2 separate regions of the Bos taurus genome follow, and region 2 is linked to region 1. The links are chromatin contacts, called in public Hi-C maps. All regions are on one chromosome and are shown on one strand. The core of a region is the stretch at or near the end of the contact, and the rest is flanking DNA. Distances in the headings are between cores, read along the strand shown.

Region 1 (6,777 bases), core at 2,550-5,049:
CTGGGGTCCCGAGCCGTAACTGGTATCAGTCTGTGAGACTTGAATCTTCTTTCCCAACCCTGATGGGGAACAGCTCACAGTGAGAAAAGGGGCAAAACAAGAGGTGCCCTGGGACTAACTGAGTGTCCCCCTTAGGCTGAATTCCACTGTCTCTTCTGTCTCTTCTGCCTGAGGTTTTTGATTCCTTTTTTTTTTCCTGGCTACACTGGTCTTTGTTGCTGCGCATCAAATTTCTCTACTTTCGGAAAGTGGGTACTGCTCTCTAGTTGCCGGCTGTGCAGGCTTCTCGTTGTGGTGGCTTCTCTTGTCGAGGAGCACAGGCTCTAAGGCGAGTGGACTTCAGTGGGTGGGGTACACGAGTTTAGTTACCGGATCTTCGTGGACCAGGTATCAAATCCCTGTCCCCTGCACTGGCAGGCAGGTTCTTAGCTGCACCCCCAGGGAAGCCTTCTGTCTGACTCTTGTCTACCCCTCCACCTGTTTGGGGCCTGGGAGGGAGGAGCCCCTCTTTGGCTGGGGTGCCCCCCTGTCTGGTGACCTCATTCATGCTCGAGTGTTTGTGTTGAAGGAGAGGTGCTCTACAAAACACAAAGTGCTGAGGCCCCAGGCAGACCTGGATCACAGCTGGCACCCAGGTTATCTGAGTGAAAAGATGGGCTGGCACAGGGGCTGACATGCCAACGGAGCTGCTAGGTGGGGAGTTTCAGGGTAGCCCACACCCCACCCCAAACTCTTGTAGTAAATCAATGGAGGAGGAATCCACAAGGGCTCAGACTGGGGATTCGAAGGGCAAGTGCTGTTTATAAAGTACCCACAGGACACAGGACCACTGGGAGGGGAAAAATAGGGTTCAAAAGAGACCAGATTTCAGGATTTTCCTGGTGGGTCCAGTGGTTAAGAATCCGTCTTGCCAGCCTGGATGGGAGGGGAGCAATGGATACATGTGTATGCATGCTGAACCTCTGCTGTCCACCTGAAACTATCACATTTTTAATTGTCTATACTCCTATATATATATATAGGAGTATAGACAATTAAAAATGTTGTGATAGTTTTAGGTGGAACTATATATATATATAATATATTTATATTAAATATTATATTATATATATATAATTTATTATATATTTATTCATTACATATAAATTTATTGTGTGTGTGTATGCGTGTGTGTGTGTGTGTATGTGTATATATATATATATATATATAAAAGAATCCACCTTGCAATGCAGGGAGCACGAGTTCGATTCCTGGCCAGGGAACTAAGATCCCACATGCGGTGGAGCAACTAAGCCTGCACACGACTAGAGAGTGCATGTTCTGCAATGAAAGGCCCTGAGTGCCACAAGTAAGACCCAATGCAGCCAAATAAATATATAAATAATTTTAAAAAAGAGAGAGAGAGACCAAATTTCCGCAAAGAGGATCCTGAACTGAGAGACCCAAGAGAGGGTCCCACAAGGAGACACTCCATAGATGGACCCTCCCTCAGAGACCCCACAGCAGGGCCCTCATTGAAGGACCCTAAAAAGATGACCTTGGAGTAAGAAGCCCACTGAGAAGACCCAGCAAAGGGAACCCTCAAATGGAGACCCAGTCAGAGAGGCTTCACAGAAAGTCCCAAACTGAGCGATCCCTTTGAGGTGCTGTCGAAGGGGAACCGGACACCACAGAGGGGCCAAGAAACCTCACAGGGAAGCTGGACAGCCCCAAGGGGAGACAGGCTGAAGAAGTGGGCTGGGGAGTGGCAGCAAGCAGCTGTAGAGAGATGACTCAGGTTGCCCACACCGAGTAGACGCAGACCCCACCTGAGGAGGCAGTGCCCCTCAGGTTTAGCTTAATCACCCCTCAGTGTCTGCCTGCAGGGGACAGGGCTGGGGGAGGTGCTGGGCTTCTGATAAGCATCAGCCTGGAGCTTTCTCCCAGGCCAGGCAAGGAGGGCTTGGCCTCCTCACCTCAGCCTCACCCTCTAGGGCTCTCGGCAAGATCCTCTTCACCCTCAGATGGCCTCCCTGCTGGGTTGCAGGGTCCCCCCTCCTCCCACTTCCCCCAGAGAAGGAGCCTCTAGAAGACAACGAGGTGGAAAACCCCCAGGAAGTCTCTGATCTTCCTGAGGTCTTGCTCCCCATGTGTGCTGAGGCCTTCTTGGTGGGAAGTGGAGGAACGAGAGCCCAGGATAGGCTCCTGGCCACGTCCAGCTCCGTACTGGTACTTCAGGATCTGGAAATGGACTTTCCCCAAACATTGGATGATACCCAGTTGGATGGCTCCTTCCGCCTCACTGAGCCCTTCCTGGCACGTCCTGGTGCCCAGGGATCCACTCAGAGTTAACACCTCCCTGTCAGCTGGCTTTCTCTCAGCCACATCAGGACTACGTCTGGGGAAACTGGGGTCCCTGGGTCTCCCCTGTGCATCCACTGCTGCTTGATTTCAGGACTGGCCGCTCCAGGAAAAGGCCAGACTCTAGCCTGCCGTGCTCCTTGGGTTGGGTCTTGAAAATTGCTTCCTCCAGAAAGAAGAGCAGGTAACAAAATTCCACCAACAGCCCTGAAGTCCTTAATAAAGGCCATGCATTGGGTGCTGCCCCCTTTAAGAGGCAAGTCGCTGGTTTGAAATGGCAAAACCAGGCTCAGCTTTCTTCACCTGGAGTCCTTCTCTGCTCAGGCCCTCAGACCTCCAGAAGCCCCACTCCAACACCAAGTCCAGCCTCTGGTATTAGGAGCCCCTGTCCTCCCCCGGATGGGGAAGGAGGGATCAGCGGGGTGAATGGAGAGGGCCCTGGTTCACTCCGTGCTCACAGACCTTTCATGCAGGGGAAACTGACTCCCAGAAGAGTATTTCTATGGCCTAGGTTCCCACCCCTGGGGAGAGGAGAGCTTGGAATCTAAATCTATGGGACATGGAACAAAGAACACAGGAACTGGGTACCCCTGGGTCTCCGCTGTCATGCACCCACTGCTGATGTATCTCTCACGTCCCCTCTCAGACAAAGAGATGGAAGGACTTCCCACAGGCCCCTGAGCAGGCTACTCCTCCGGTGGGGTCCCACAGAGCTCCGGCCCAGCCCCTGCACACGGACTCCCCAACCCTGCCGTGCACCAGCCTGTAACATCACCTAGATCCACAGAGCTGGGGAGCAGGCACACCTTCATGGGGTCTGCTCCACCTTCTCTCCCAACATACCTGAGGACAGGTAGACTCCCCTCTGATATTCACCAGACGTACTTCCGTAAGCCCTAATCAATATAGGTGCGTTGTACCAGCTGCCCGGGTTGTGCCTGTGTAAATGCCCAGCTCTGTTCGCTTCTCCTAGGCACCCCTAGACGGCACAAATGTCCATTTGGCCTCTACTTGATATAAATGCCGGGGACACCAAACACCAACATGTGGATACAAGTACTTCCCTCACTTTTGCACTCCCAGGTCCACACCCGTGGTTAAGCCAGTGAGCCACCCTTCTGCAGTAAGTGAAGAGTAAGGCAACTTCCCCGAGCCTAGGACAGCCCAGCACGCTCAGGTCCCACATAGCTGTGGCTCTTGGGGTGCTGCGAGCCTTCAGAAGCCCTGACACCCCTAGGCTGTAGCTTCTACCCGCATTCTTCCCCCCAATCCCCCAGACGTTCCAGGCGCCCGCCCGCCCCGGGTGACCCGCTGTCCACACCGCCCTCACCTGGCCGCAGGGGAACAACACCCCTGAGAGCGGCGCCCCTGTCCTTCGTCCCCTCCCGCACGCAGGGACACCTGTCAGAGCTCGCGCCCTCCGCCCCTCACCTGGGTGCATGGGTTCCAGATTCACCATCCTGCCCCAGGCGGGGCCAAAGCCAGCTTCCCCCCAGGCCCCTCGCGTCTGCCCCAGCCGGGCCCCAGGGGAAGCCAGGGTCTCCTGCCTTCTGTCCCCGGCCGCCACCGCCGCGGGAGCCGCCGCCGGAGCCGTCGCCGCCGCCGTCGCGCGCTCCGCTGCTCGCTCGCGGCCGCCCGGGCAGCACTCTGCGCGGCGGGATTGCCACACTCCCCAGGTGAGCACGCCGCGCGGCGGGCGGGGGCCGCGGGCCACGCCCCCTGGCAGGGCCCCCGCGCCTGGCCCCAGGCCCAGGCAAAGCAGCGATTTGCATTTGGGGAGCCGGGGGCTGGCGGAGGGGGCAGTCCGTGCTGCCGGGGCGGGTCCCGACCCTGCGGAACACCTGTCCGCCCCAGACCGGCCGGCGGCCTCTTCCCACCGCACCCAGGCTCCTGGTCTGGCTCGTCCTATTGAGGAACCCCTGGAGGATTAACCAGCGGGGGCCTGAGCTTTCCTCTGGACAGATGCCCCAGCTCTTGGAGGAGTTCTGGTGTGTCTGGAGAAGCCACGAGAGTGTGCTGGCAAGAATCTAGAGTTGGAATTCTACCTTTCAGCCGCTTGCCGGCTGTGTAACACGAGAGGAAGCTCATCACCTCCCTGAACTCAGTTTACTCAGCCATAAAATGGGACAGGTGCTAATCTTAACTGCATCTAATGATAGGAACCTAGCAGGTGGCCAAGCTCACCTAAGTCCCCATGCATCCTCATCTCCTCCTGGGACCTGGATGGGTCCCAGCTAATTATCACGTTTTCTAGGTGAAGATTCTGTCTCTTGCCTGCTCTATCAGGTTCCAGATTGCTGTGAGGCTCTTTGAGAGAATGATGTGAAAGTTATTTATTGAGTGACAGGGGCTGTGGGAGCAGCCACCTCCCTCATGTACAGAGCTGGGAAGTGACTTGTCCAAAGGCAACACAGTACCCTAGTGATGGAAGGAGCCTGGCTGGGGGTAGGATCCTGGCCAGGGGTAGGTCTCTGGACTCCCACTCCATGCTCTCTCCAGCACGCATCATAGACTCATCCTCTGAGCTCCCCTACTCTTCTGCTCCACTCTTCAGGTCCCAGTAAGAGGTGCCAAGGTCAAGAGACGACCTGCCTATAAGCCTAGGAAGCTGGGTGCCCCCAGCAGAAGCAGCTCTCGCCTTGCTTTCCAGGCAGGTCTCCCTATCAAGCTGCTTACAGAACAGATCTTGGACTTTTCTGCCTCTATGCATTGTTTGCAGTATTTTTTTCCAGGTGGTATATCCACTCACCATCCACTCCCATAATCCCCGTCATAACATCCAGAATTTATTGAGCTTTCAGTGTGTGTCAGGCAGTGTGCTAACCAGCACTTTAAAGTCACTTGATCTTGTTTAGTCCTCATAACAACTACACATTGGACTGTTATATTTCCGTTTTACAGATGGGGAAAATGAGGTTTAGAGGGTTTAGCTTGCCAAAGTTACCCAGCCAGTAAGTAACAGGGCTCCTGGTTGAAAGCTCTACACTCTATTCCCTCTGTACATAATTAAGATGCCACCTCCTTTCTGAAGTTAGAAGTTACATGATCTGTTATTAAATTACTGTAACACTTCAATGTTCCTAATAGCCCTTGTGGCCTGTTCTGTAGGACTTTTCTTATTCTTCCTCCTGGCTGTTAACTGATTGTCTTCCCCACTGCACCAAATACCATGTAGGGTACATGTCAGGTGTCAGAAAGGGCTCAGTGGGGGCCACAGTAGCCCTGCAAGGATAGAAAGTGTTTAATAAGCACCTCTTCGGGTCCATACAACCACTCACCCCTGTCGCACCTTCCGCTCCTCTCCCCACCCTTGGCAAGAAGGCAGGAGACTTTCTTCCTATTTCTTCTGGCAGAGGAAAGAGACCAGTAGCTTTTTGGAGGCCTAGTGAACCCAGGGATGTCCCCTCCCCCATCTGCCTCAGGACACTGCCAGGCTGTTCCCTTCTCTTTCCTTTCCTTTTCTTTCCCTCCTCCACTTCAGGTTTGCCCCAAATCTGAGGCCATTGCTTATCTACAACTGCACTTCACCTACCATCATCCTAGAAAAATGCCTGCACATAGTTTATATACCCCTGTGTGCTTGCAATTTCCATATCTCTATTTGCATACTATTTGCATAGCCATGTGCACCAGGGGTCTGATTCTCTGACCACCATTATCTGGAACCTCTGTCTCTTTTCTATGTGCAAAATTACATTTCTTTCTGGGGCTTTACTTTTCCAGAAGCCAGAGGAGCATGTACCTAATGACTCTTAAGGGACTTCCAGCTCTAGTAGCCTAGGATTCTCGGGTCCTGGGGTTAGGAGGGGGTGGAACTCCTGGGGATGGGGCCACTGGGGAAGAGATGGGGCCGTATGGGGCCTTATAGGTTCATAGTTGGAAGGACAGCTGTGGGTTCCAGACCACAGGAGGGGAGATTGTGTGCAGGAAGGGAGATTGGATGGAGGATGGGAGGTTGGGGGAAAGGTGGTAGACAGGACTTCACCTTCATTCATTTACCCATTCATTCAATAAATATTGACTGAGCACTTCCTATATATCAAGGAAGTTCTCCATGCTGGGCATATGCCTTCTTACTTCATCCGCACACCTTTAGGAGAAGCATACAATTTTTAGATTTCTTTTATGGATGAGGAAACTGAAGTTCAGGGGGATTAATATAGCTAGGAGATGGGAGAGTTGAAATTTAGACTAGGTCTGCCTGACTCCAAAGCTGGTGCTTTTAATCCTGCTGTCCAACGTCTGAGCCTGTCTCCTCTTCTCTTCTTTTCCTTTCTATGATCTTATCACTTGAAGTAGAAGGAACCTAGAAACAATCATACGAGGGACTTTGAGGGACCTCACCGAGGTCCACAAGCAGGGAAGACTTGCCCAGGCTTTCCAGGTGGCTCAGTGATAAAGAATCCACCTGCCCATGCAGGAGACGCAGGAGACCCA
Region 2 (6,777 bases), core at 2,938-5,437, 56 kb before region 1:
TGGCAGGTGGATTCTTATCCACAGTACCACCAGAGAAGTTCCTAGATGTACCTTGGCCTGTTGCACTTTGGAATCTTCTCTTGGGCAGCACTGAACTTCTAGACAAAGACTGATGAAGTGAGGAGACATGGAGTCCTTCAATAAACATACAATTTCTTAGGAGGGTGGGGCCACTTGGAGTTGTTCCTTCCTGAAAAGAAGCTTTCCATAGAGGCCTTCTTGTTTTTCCTGCTTGTACCTCCTCTGGAAATGCAATATGCTTATCAGTCCTGTTATTTAATGCTTTGGCTTCAGTTCTTAGCACATAGCACTGCTAGTACTGACACATGTCTGAAAAAACCCCATCATTTTAAGCCCATAAAAGTTTTCTTCTCCCTCTGGCATACAGGTCCGTGCATTCAAGTTTAAAAACTCTAGGAAGGGGCTGTGCTCTCTGGGAGGTCACATCCTCATGGATTATTTTCGGTGCCCAGGACTTGAAGCACTTTAACCACTGTGCTGCTTTCTAGCCCTCTGGGGACACCAGCAGCATCTGCTTCCAGTGAAGAGCTGGATTAATGCTAGCTCTCTTTTTAGACCCTGATTTTTTTTTTTTGGCCTCTCCACTTGACTTGCAGATCTTAGTTCCCTGACCAGGGACTAAACCTGGGCGGTGGCAGTGAAAATGCTGAGTCCTAATCACTGGACAGCCAGGGAATTCCTAACCCTGACCTGTTTTGAATCAGAGTCTTCTAGTTATCCTGGCCACCTACCTGGTCGACAAGAGGCGTGGAGTGCCTCTCTGATTCTTTGACTGGGAAGGAGTGCCACAGAGAACTGTTGATTCACCCCTATAGATGGCTGTTTTGCCCCCCAAATAAGTGAAATGGCCAGAAGAAGGGGTGGGGAGGGCTGGGGCTCGAAAGGCTGAGCATGGAATCAAACTCTGAAAACCTTTTGCTAGTGGCTATTCTTGGGAACTATCTGATGTGTGAATGCTGGTTGTCACCACACTGGGTTCTTCTGCATACACTGGGCTGCCTATCATGGAAGAACCTTGTGATTCATTTCAGAGCAGGGGTTGGGAAAAAAAGAACACATCCAGGAAACAAGCACAAGGCTCAGAATTAACCAGGAGACCTGACTTTGGGCTCCATGTGTGCCTCTAAAGACCTGCATGATCTTATATTTAGTTATTTCACTCATCTCTCTAGGCCTAGATTATGCATCCATGAAAGGAAGAAAACACACCAGATGGAATCTACTTAAGAAATTTGTCATGTATAAAAGAGAGAGTTGGAGTTGACTTGTGAGCACACAGGTATGTTTATTGAGTCACTAGACGCATTTTGGAGAAGGCAACGGCACCCCACTCCAGTACTCTTGCCTGGAAAATCCCATGGACGGAGGAGTCTGGTAGGCTGCAGTCCATGGGGTCTCGAAGAGTCAGACACGACTGAGCAACTTCATTTTCACTTTTCACTTTCACGCTTTGGAGAAGGAAATGGCAACCCACTCCAGTGTTCTTGCCTGGAGAATCCCAGGGACAGGGGAGCCTGGTGGGCTCCCGTCTATGGGGTCACACAGAGTTGGACACGACTGAAGTGACTTAGCAGCAGCAGCAGCAGCAGACCCATTTTACTAGACTGAGTCTTAGAAAAGTTAAGAAACGCTAAAAGATACTTCCTGCTGGTAAATCTGGGATTTCAATCCACATCTATCTGAGTGCATAGTTCTACATAAACCTGACTACCATGTGTGATAAAACCATAGACTCTTCAAGGTAGCTTTGTGCAGATTGTTGTCAAGTGCATGGCAGACATTCAACAATGTGGATTCCTTCCCTTTCCCATCAGAACTCACAGGAAGTGTAGATACAACCTGGTTCAAATGGTTCATTTTACAGCTCTGACTCTGATTTCTCCAGAGGAGAAATCACCTATCAGGGCAGCCCAGCTAGAGATGCAGTCACGCCAAGTCTGGAGACCAAGTCAGGGCCCCTAAGAACAGGTCTCCTAACTTTCCACCCAGTATTCAAGTCCACTCCCCTACACAGTAGCATGACTCTGCCTCCTGTTTCTATCACCCTGGGGTTGTTGCCCATTCTGGCTCCTGAAGTAACTCAGTAGTAACCCTAATCCCATTGCTCTAATAAGATTTAATCTCAGTCCCGATTCAGAGTTCTCCATTACTACACAGGGTAAGGTTTAGATGCAGATAAAGCACACATCTACCTGATGTGTGACCTGATAACGCTTGCTTTGGGAACCAGCATTCTTATATTCCCTTGACTTTCACACAGACAGATTAACTCCAGGGGGGTTGACATTTGCTCTTTTCCTCCCTCATCATGAGGAAGAGATGTGGGACAGGGAAAGAGAAGGCTCAGACACACCACGATATTCTCACACTACTGTATATTGTACTCTGGGGTCCAAAGGAGACTGTGCACACACACAGCACCAGCCTGCAGTCATGAAGTGCTACATAGATTAGTTCCAAGAGCATCAGTTCAAGAAAGGGAAAAAGTAATATTTTAAAAATACTTTAGGGCTTCCCTGGTGGCTCAGTGGTAAAGAACCACATGCCAGTGCATGAGACACGGGTTCGATCCTTGGACCAGGAAGATCCCACAAGTCACGGAGCAACTAAGTCTGTGTGCCACGACTCCTGAGCCTGTGTTCTAGAGCCTGCGAACCACAACTATGTGTCACAGCCAATGAGGCACACGTGCCTAGAGCAAGTGCTCCACAACAGAGAAGCCACCACAATAAAAAACCCACACACTGCAACTAGAGACTAGTCCCTGCTCACCACAACTAGAGAAAAGTCCATGCAGCAACGAAGACCCAGCACAGCCAAAAATAAGTAAATACAATTACAATAAAAATAAAAGTACTTTCAAATGGATCATCATTTATTCTTCATGATAACTCAATGAGGAAAATAACCTTATTGAACCATTTTTACAGATGTAGGAACCAAGACTAGAGAAATTAATAGGCCCATCACACAGCCAGGAAGAGCAGAGCCTGACTTTCTATTTGGATCTTTGGGCCCCAGACCCTCCCTTCTTCTGCCCATACCACTCTGTAAGGCATCCCATTCTGTTTCCACCCAGAATTTCCCACCTAAAAATGAACTTGTTGACCTCTGCCTCCTCGGTGGGCCATGCTGTTTTCACATGTGGTACACAGTTGGTGTACAGGTTTCCACAAGTGGAGCCTGGGATTTTTACATGGATGTGGGGCTGACGTAGTAATCAAAAGTAAACTTTCAACAAGTCTGACTGGGATTCTCTTTGGCATCCCCTGGGGAACTGCCTGTGACCTGGAAGCCTGTCTCTGAAAGGCTGAGCATTGGCTATAAATGCAAGTAAAAGGCTTTCCCTGGTAACGTGCATATTTGAGAATAGTCTTCTAAGGAAGACTGAGGTCCTCGTCTCTTGTATTCTTCTGGTGCCCTGGATAAAGTGATGTGCCTCTGTGGCCCTCTGATCCCACATCTGCTCCGGTAGCAGTGGAGCATATGGTCTTCCAAGTGGCTTTAAACATAGCTTTTTCTGCCCCATAAAGTTCCCCTTCCCATTTTAGTTCAATAAACATTTAGTATGCACCTATTGTATACCAAGAGTAACTGTGACACAAAGGTGAACAGGGACCTCCCAGACCAATTAGGAGATGGCAAGTAAAACTGCAGTCACCTACACAGCCTGGCTAGGAGGGGAGGAGGGAGAAGGGATACATGTATGTGAATGGCTGAGACCTTTGCAGTCTACCTGAAGCTATCACAGCATTGTTGATCATTGCCATTCCAATATAAAATAAAAAGCTTTAAAAAATAGATAAGTAATGAATTGAAACAAACAAAAACATCACCTACAGTGCAATACTGAAGGCAGTGGGAAGGCGGTGCTGCGGTGGTCGCATGGGAAGGTTGTGAGTTGCTTTGTCAGGGCAGAGGACAGATAACCAGAAAAAGAGGGGTCAGATAGGAAGGTTCCAGGAAAGAGAGGTGGGAGCCTCTGAGGAGCCTTGAAGAATGAAGGGGGGTTCAACAGAAGGGAAAGCAGGGCATGCCAGGAAGTGGGAGCAGCTTGTCCACAGTCACAGATAACGAAACGACTTCATGTTCAAGAGCGACGAGCAATTCAGTGCTGCCACAGCGTGGAGTGGGAGAGGCTGGGGCAAGCAGCCAGGGCCTGATGACAGAGGCCCTGTGGATCACGCAAAGAAGCTGAGGCTGGACTCGGGGGCAAAGTGTAACTTGAGCAAAGGGCAGGGACATGTGAGATTTTCACCTAGTTAGATTATGCTAACAGCTGTATGGAATATGGATTTGAAGAGAGGATACCTGTGAGCAGGGGAATTAATTAAAGAGCTGTTTATCATGACAGTCTAGGTAAAGAGCTGCTGAGGACATGCCTTAGGCCAAAACAGTAAGAACGGAGAGGCAGATATGGAATGGCAAACTTTTAGTATCGAAAATATATTTCCACCCCCAAAGGTTTATCCTCTATAACAAAGGACTATTTCAGGAATTCTCTGTTGAATGCCTGTAGGACACAAAGAACCAACACAGAAAAAATTCTGAAAGACCAGAGTCAATCCAATTGCTTAGAACAGACACACGGAGGGCATTTGGGGTTCCAGAAGGTATTCACTAAGTCAAATATTTCTGTAATGTCCAAATTTTCAAAGGTAATTATTCATTTTAAATTAGAAAAAAAATATTAATAAGATTAAAAAGAGAAAGAACTCCAAATTTCAGTGCTTGAGTTTGGAAGATTTCAGTTCCTAAGGTATTCAAGTTAGTGATAGTTTCCTTTTTTACCTGGTGAAAGAAGTGTCTTGAGACATTTAAGGGCACATTTTCTAAATAAACACATATATGCACATAGATATGTTTGTTGTATGTGTGTGTTTTTAAATCAATAACTGAGAATCCATCTCCTTCTCCTGCCATAACCTGAGTCATCGTCTACCAAGAGGCCATACCTGGATGTGGCCTATAGCCCTTACCCACACCTTTCCATGAAGCTCTACAGTTTACAAAGCACTTTCAAACATATCAGTTTGGTTGATTTTCAGAATATCCCCATAAGATTGAAAAGGCAAGTGATGCTATTCCTGTTTTACTGTTAAGGAAAACAGGTTCATGAAAGGTAAATGATGTATCCAAGGTACATGGCTGGTTATCAGGAGAGCTCTGATTTGAACTCAGGTTATCTGATTTAAAAGTCAACACATCTGTCAAATTTCTAGGATTTTCTGAGGAAGCTTCCCAAATAAGTGGATTTTCAGTCCCTGAAATCTATCTCTTACAGATCCAAAGACTTTATTTCAGTTTTGGATAGCTATTTATTGCTTTCTTTTTTTTTTTTTCACTTTCCAGTATTTTAATGGGGATTGCATTATCTATAGATTAATTTGAGGGAAATAGACACCTTTATTACAGTAGACCTTCTAAATTATATAAATTTAGCCTATTTGAATATTCTAATTTCTCTCAGCAATGTTTTATAGTTTTTAGAAGTATTGCACCTCTAGGATTTGATTTTTCTGATACTGTTATAAATGTGTTTACAGTTTCATTTTTAACTTGTTTGCTGTGAAATATAGACATACACTTGCTTTTCACATACTGATCAGATACTCATTAACTTTATTACATGCACTTATTAATTCTAATAACTTCCCTGTAAGATCTTTTGAATTTTCTATTTACACAATTTGGTCAATAGTTTTCTGTGAATAAAGATAGTTTTACTTTTTTCCCAAACTTTACACTTTTTATTTTTATTTTGTACCTTTACTTTATTGCTCTGGCTTAGACTTCCAAGATAATTGAATAAAAGTAATGGTAGTGTATATTTTTGTCATTTTCTCAATGTCACATTTCATCATTAAGTATGTTCAGTTCAGTTCAGTTGCTCAGTCATGTCCGACTCTGCAACCCCATGAATCACAGCACACCAGGCCTCCCTGTCCATCACTAACTCCCGGACTTTACTCAGACTCACGTCCATCGAGTCGGTGATGCCATCTAGCCATCTCATCCTCTGTCGTCCCCTTTTCCTCCTGCCCCCAATCCCTCCCAGCATCAGAGTCTTTTCCAATGAGTCAACTCTTCTCATCAGGTGGCCAAAGTATTGGAGTTTCAGCCTTAGCATCAGTCCTTCCAAGTATGTTAGAGGTTGGTATTTTTTTGAAGATATCCTTTATCAGATTAAAAAATTTTTTTTTTCAATTTCTAGTTACTGAGCTTTTTAAATTTTAAAACCATTAATGGGTGTTTAATTCTTTGCCAACAAAGGTTCATCTAGTCAAGGCTATGGTTTTTCCTGTGGTCATGTATGGATGTGAGAGTTGGACTGTGAAGAAGGCTGAGTGCCAAAGAATTGATGCTTTTGAACTGTGGTGTTGGAGAAGACTCTTGAGAGTCCCTTGGTCTGCAAGGAGATCCAACCAGTCCATTCTGAAGGAGATCAGCCCTGGGTGTTCTTTGGAAGGAATGATGCTAAAGCTGAAACTCCAGTACTTTGGCCACCTCATGTGAAGAGTTGACCCATTGGAAAAGACTCTGATGCTGGGAGGGATTGGGGGCAGGAGGAGAAGGGGATGACAGAGGATGAGATGGCTGGATGGCATCACTGACTCAATGGACGTGAGTCTGGGTGAACTCCGGGAGTTGGTGATGGACAGGGAGGCCTGGTGTGCTGCGATTCATGGGGTCGCAAAGAGTTGGACATGACTGAGCGACTGAACTGAACTGAACTGAACTGAATTTTATCAAATT

Evidence for each region. A called contact is a pair of places that touch in the nucleus more often than the background predicts.
Region 2: a Hi-C map of liver shows a contact between it and region 1, with 2.5 times the contacts expected there. The contact joins the enhancer-like site here to the promoter of POU2F3 in region 1. A contact is called at or near these places in 6 of 11 Hi-C or Micro-C datasets (4-cell embryo, blastocyst, liver and 2 more).

What each region holds. Positions count from the first base shown.
Region 1 is chr15:30,814,018-30,820,794 of ARS-UCD2.0, reverse strand. POU2F3 (POU class 2 homeobox 3) reads right to left here and starts at 3,799. Exons shown (of 13, transcript NM_001205830.1): 1 at 3,772-3,799. The coding sequence starts at 3,799.
Region 2 is chr15:30,870,436-30,877,212 of ARS-UCD2.0, reverse strand. All of the region lies in intron 3 of POU2F3 (POU class 2 homeobox 3), which reads right to left. Among named protein-coding and RNA genes, the nearest start is that of TLCD5, 38 kb to the left of the region's middle. Within about 2 kb of position 4,187, at least 2 of the 102 cell types and tissues checked have an H3K27ac peak or open chromatin away from gene starts, as enhancers often do. A contact at or near this core is called in liver, where this site is marked.